Linked DNA regions of Macaca mulatta: region 1 is linked to region 2. A link is a contact called in public Hi-C data. All regions are on one chromosome and are shown on one strand. Each heading gives the region's core, a stretch centred on a gene start, on an enhancer-like site or on the middle of the called end of the contact. The rest is flanking DNA. Distances are from core to core; before and after follow the strand shown. Region 1 holds the start of POLR3E (RNA polymerase III subunit E). Region 2 holds the start of MOSMO (modulator of smoothened).

Region 1 (2,700 bases), core at 105-2,604, 300 kb after region 2:
TTAATTTAATGCCAGGTGGTGGCACTATGGATGATGATTTTTTTTCTTTGTAATTTTTGTACATTTTTGTACAAAAGATATATAGTGTTTTAGTCCATTTTCTGTTGCTTATAACAGAATACCTGAAACTGGGTAATCTGTAAAGAAAAGGAAGTTACTTATTACAGTTATGGAGGCTGATAAGTCCAAGCGCAAGAGTGTGCATCTGACGAGGGCCTTCTTGCTGGTGGGGTACCCCTGCAGAGTCCTCAGGCAGTACAACCCATCATATGGAGGGGGTGCTGAGCTGTTCACTTGCTGGCTCAGGTCTAGCACTTATAAAGCTCCCACTTATAAAGCCATCAGTCCCCCTCCCAAGATAACCTATTAATCCATTAACCCATGAATCCATGAATAGATTAATCCATTCATGAGGGCTCCACCCTCATGATCTAATCACCTCTTAAAGGGCCCACCACACAATACTGCCACATTGGGGATTAAATTTCCAACACATGAAATTTGGGGGACACATTCAAACCATAGTACATATTAAACTGATAATAATGGTTACTTAACCTCTGCGGAGGGGCCTAGGATGCGAGTCAAGAGTCAAAGAGCATTTGTACCTTATCTGCAAAGTTTAAATATTTTACAATAATTCGTGTGTTATTTGTGTAAGTAAAAATTTAAACACATAATTTCTCAGAGACAACTGCCCAGACCAGCCCCCGGGTTTGGCCGTCAGATCCCCTAGGGCGTGTTTCTGATCAGATCGATTTCTTCTCCCGGAGACACGCAATCCGGGTCGTATGGATTACTTGTGAGTTAACCAGGGGTCTCCAGGGTAACCATCCATCTCAGAGTACAGTTTCTAAAAATGAGTTTTGCTCTAATACCTATTCGGAACAAACCTGGGTCTAAAAACTGGAGCAAGTGTTTATTTTCCAGCACACGGCTTTTTAAAATAATTCTATAGGGATCAGCTTGAACACACATTAAACAAAAAAACCTCAGCGAAAACGCCTCGCGATTTCCAGATGAAATGCGAATGCAAAAGCATTAAGTAGCGTTCTGGCAAATACTCTCTCCAGCTGGGTAGCGTGGCCGAGCGGTCTAAGGCGCTGGATTAAGGCTCCAGTCTCTTCGGGGGCGTGGGTTCGAATCCCACCGCTGCCAGGGTTGGTTTCTTTTTGTTCCCCGCTGCATACACGCCCGGCTGTTTTGCGCGTGCCATCAGCGCCCCCTGCTGCAGGGCGGGGCTCACGGCCTGCATGAATGGCGCGGCGGAGGGGGCGGAGCCGTGTGCGCCGGGGCGGGGCATTGTGGGTAAGAGGAAGCGCTGGGGCCGGCCCGCTCCCCCCACGTGTCCGCCGGAGTTTCTCCACCAGCAACATGGCCGCCGCCTGAGAGGAGAGCCGGGCCGCCGCCGCATCTGCAGCCCGCGGGTAACTGGGCGGTTGCCGCCGTCCGCGCTCGGCCCCCGCGGAGAGGTGAGTCCCATCTTGGCAGCGCCCGAGCTGGGGCTTGAGCCGGACCGCACTCATGACGTGGGTCTGGGCTAGATTCCCGAGTAGGCCAAGGAGGCCCGCGCCGCGCCGTGCTGAGGGGCTGGGGGCCTCTCGGGACTCGGGCGGGAGGAGGGGCAGCCGGCTCCAGGCCGACCCCGGACTCCTACTTCCCCGACCCGACACCTGGGAGTTGGGGAGGCCGCGGCCGACGCTGCCGGCGGTGACTCAGGGTCCTGCCGACCTGCCCCACCCGGGCCTGGGGGTCATCCTACGGAAGGAACACCTGTCCTCGGCGTCGGGTGTGGTGGCGGCTCGCGGCAGGGACTGCGTGGTGGGCGTGAGAAGGGGTCCTGACCACCCGCGAGGGAGCAGAAACCCATTGGACAGCGAGGCTCGGGGTCGGCGGCCCGCCCCGATGGGCAGGGAGGGCACCTGCGCCTGCCGGAGCCCCCTCTTCGCAGCTGAACCGGATTAGCTTCTGCCTGGCGAGGCCTGGGATTCCTCATTCATTTATTCAGGCAACCATTCAGTGTTTACTGAGCCAACTCTGTGCTCCGGATACGGCCCTGACCATTCGGTCCGAGGAGGTGTCAGTAAACAAACAAGGTCGTTCCTTTGGGTTAGCTTTAGAATTCCTTGGGCTTGGAGGCGGAAAGAAGAGATCTTAGCGATCTCAACAGTTCCTCATCTGTGAAATGGGGATAATAGAAATTCCTACCTCATAGGGTTGTGGTGATGGCTCATTAGAAACCAGGTGACGCTCCTGCTTGCAGCGTTTTTACCCGCCTACATTGGCAGAAAACATGTTGTCAAGTAATAACGAACCTTCCCATAGGTTACGTTTATTACCGTCTTTACTCCTCCCCGCAGCTGTCTGTAGGTCGGTACTTAGTTTCCCTACTTTAGGGATGAAAATAGGGAAGAATACCAGACGTAGACAACTCAAGTAGGTCACAGATGCGAAGCAGCTGCGGTGGGATTTGAACCCGCGTAGTTTTGCTCCGGAGTTCAGGCTCTTACCCACTTAACCATACTGCCTTTTATCGAAGATCTGTGCAGTATACTGGTTAAGAATAAGAATAAGGATCTTTGATATCAACGAGACCCTAGTTTCTGTCCTGATTCCACCTCGGATGAGTTACTTCTCTCTCAACCTCAGTCTCCTCATTTCCAAATTGAAGATGATAAATCTCTATTAATAGGGCTAATG
Region 2 (2,700 bases), core at 18-2,517:
CTTCACTACTCTCAACCTAGCCAAAGCTACACTTCTCTCTCGAGGACTACTTGGCCGCTTAACTGGCGTCCCTGTTGACATCTTTGCCTCTCCCCCATACAAGCTACACTATCGATCTTCACAGATGAAGTAAGATCATGGGATTCTCCTGCAAACACCCTCCACTGCCTTCTCATTGCACTCAGAACAAAATCCAAGGCCCCCAAAGTCCTACACCTGGCCTCTGCCTACCTCTTGTCATACTACTCTCCTGCCACACATGCCATTTTGCAATACCCTGGACGCGCTGATCTCTTTCTGCCCCCCTCCCCTAATGATCTTTGCACTGGCTGTTTCCTCTGTCTGGTCCTGCGCCAGGTCTTCAAAGTGCAGGTCTTTATGAGCATGATGGTCTCAGCGGAAATGCATCCTTCCTTATCGCAGGTATCGCCCCGACTCCCATCACACTGACCTCCATTGAATTCAGGGATCTGCACCTGAAATTATCTTTATTTTGCAGACAGGTTCTTAATGTGTTTCTGTCTCTTCCCACCAGAACATGAGCTCCCCGAGAGCGGGCGCCTTGCCTCTGTCCACTCCAGTACCTCTGCACCTACAGCGCCTGACGCAGAGGGGGTGTCGAGAGCTATTTTCTAAATGGGGCAATCCTGTGAGCTGACAGCCGCGGAAAGGGCAATGAGAATACAAGGTGACAGGGACCGCGCGGGGCCCGGAGTCGCTCGGCGGGAGTCGGGGCCCGCCTCCTGCTGGAAGACGGGCGGCTCCCCACTCTCATTCGAGTTTTGCTTCTGAGGGGCTCAGGAGCGGCCGCAGCCTGTGCCCAGTCATCAACAACGACAACAATCTTATGAGTGGGCAGAAAGCCAAGAGGTGGTGTGGCTTGCCGGAAGAGACCGGGACCTGGGCAGGGACCGGAGCCGGGCCGGTCGGGTCCGGGTCCAGAACGTCGAAGCGGGCAGTGCGGGGAGGGGCCCAGGGCGGCCGGCCGAACCTGGAGGACGAAGCGAGCGTGCGGCTGCCGGGGAGCCGGCACCGGCCTCGCCAGCGCCCAGGCTTCGCTTCCGGGTGAGGGGCGGGCGGGCCGAGCAGTTCCGGGGCGGGCGGCGGTTCCGTCTGTGCGGGCCGCGCCGCGGCTGCTGGTCCCGGGCGCGCGGAGGGCGCGAGCGGCGCGCGGGGGCCGAGTGGGCGCGAGGCAGCGGCGCGGGGACTCCGGGCCCCGGCGGCGGCCCATGGGGCGGGAGGCGTGAGGCCGCTGCCTGTCCGGGGCTCGGGGGGTGGGGGGAGCGGGGCGGGGAGATGGATAAACTGACCATCATCTCAGGATGTCTCTTTCTGGCTGCCGATATCTTCGCCATCGCCAGCATCGCCAACCCGGACTGGATCAACACCGGGGAGTCTGCGGGTGAGCGGCAGGCGCGCGGGGCCGGGCGGGGGATTGGCTGAGGGCGACGCGAGGCAGGGGAGACCCGGACTGAGGGGAGGACGGGGTGGAGGGTCCCGGCCGGGGGCTAGCCTGAGGAGACCTGGGGCGGAGGGGAGACCCGGGCCCCGGAGGAAGGGGATAGAGAAGAGGAAACCGCCGGGCGCCAGCGGGACCCCCGGACTCAGGGGAGAGGCGCCCCAGGCTGGGTGAAAAGTGGCCGAGGAGACCTGGGCTAGGCTGGCGAGTCCCGGACCGGGGAGGAGGGGAGCAGCCCTCCCATGTGAGGGATCGCAGAGGAACCAGCTTCGTTCTGGATTAAAAAAAAAAAAAAAAGTCAAGGTGGCAGACGGGAGGAAAGTGAGGCTCCTGCAAGGAAATTAGAAACCAGGCGGAGAGGCTGGGGCTGGGAGTGAGGCAGCCTGCGGGGCAGTGCGGGAGCCACTAGAGAGCTGGTGGGCGAGAGGAGGCCGAGAGGGGTCAGGTCCGACTCCAGACCTTCTACCACCAGAGGAAGCTGCGGCCGGGGCTGAGCCCGGGCTGTGGGCGCTGACCCCACCAGGCAGGGTGAATGGTAGGTGTTGGAAGAGCTGGTGGGATTGGTGGGAGTGGGGGGCGCCGGATTGGAGCCCCTCTACACCCCCGCCCCCGCCCATCTTCTGCCCGCTTGGCAGTGTTTGAGACGCTTGTGGCTTCGGATTTTCCCTTTGAAGTGTGTATGTGGTTATAATTTTGCTTTATTTTAGGCCCGGGAGCTATAATACTACTAATAATAAACCTCATTTTATGGAGCGTCTTTCATTCCAGCGCATCACAAAAACGCTGGAGAGATCTTAATAGTAGTTACAAAATTAAATAACACATCAGAGTTGCAGACAGCCCGGCAGCGAGAGCAGTGCTTGCTGTAACACCACGGAGCTGTGGGCGGGAGAGGCAAGGTGGTGCCCTCGGGAAAGAGGCGGGCATCTTTCTGAAGGGTACCCCAGGTGAATGCGCTTCCAAGATTTTTCTCAGCTTGGGCCACTTCTTTCCCTGCTACCTCTCCTTCCTCCGCTCTTCCGCCTCTCTTTCTCCCCCTCTCCCAGACCTGTGAGACCAAACCTTAATTAATGTAAACAGCTGTCAGGAGAGCTGCTCCGATTTAAGGAATGGTCTTGTTTTTTAACTGCTTGTTCAGTGCAGGTGAAGGAACTATTGGAGGGTTGGGAATGTCAAGCTCCCTACGTGGATAATTTCTTGTAAAAATGTGGCCGGACGCGGTGGCTCACGCACTTTGGGAG

What was found. A called contact is a pair of places that touch in the nucleus more often than the background predicts.
Region 1: a contact with region 2 is called in a Hi-C map of fetal cortex germinal zone, with 4 times the contacts expected there. The contact joins the promoter of POLR3E here to the promoter of MOSMO in region 2. A contact is called at or near these places in 5 of 14 Hi-C or Micro-C datasets (CD4 T cells, blood, cortical neurons and 2 more).

The regions. Positions count from the first base shown.
Region 1 is chr20:21,761,706-21,764,405 of T2T-MMU8v2.0, forward strand. POLR3E (RNA polymerase III subunit E) reads left to right here and starts at 1,355. Exons shown (of 23, transcript XR_013411934.1): 1 at 1,355-1,472. TRNAL-AAG (transfer RNA leucine (anticodon AAG)) reads left to right here and starts at 1,077; the gene lies at 1,077-1,158. It overlaps LOC144338112 (a long non-coding RNA gene), which reads right to left. Exons shown (of 2, transcript XR_013411939.1): 2 at 1,350-2,700.
Region 2 is chr20:21,466,078-21,468,777 of T2T-MMU8v2.0, forward strand. MOSMO (modulator of smoothened) reads left to right here and starts at 1,268. Exons shown (of 3, transcript NM_001260737.2): 1 at 1,268-1,402. The coding sequence starts at 1,297.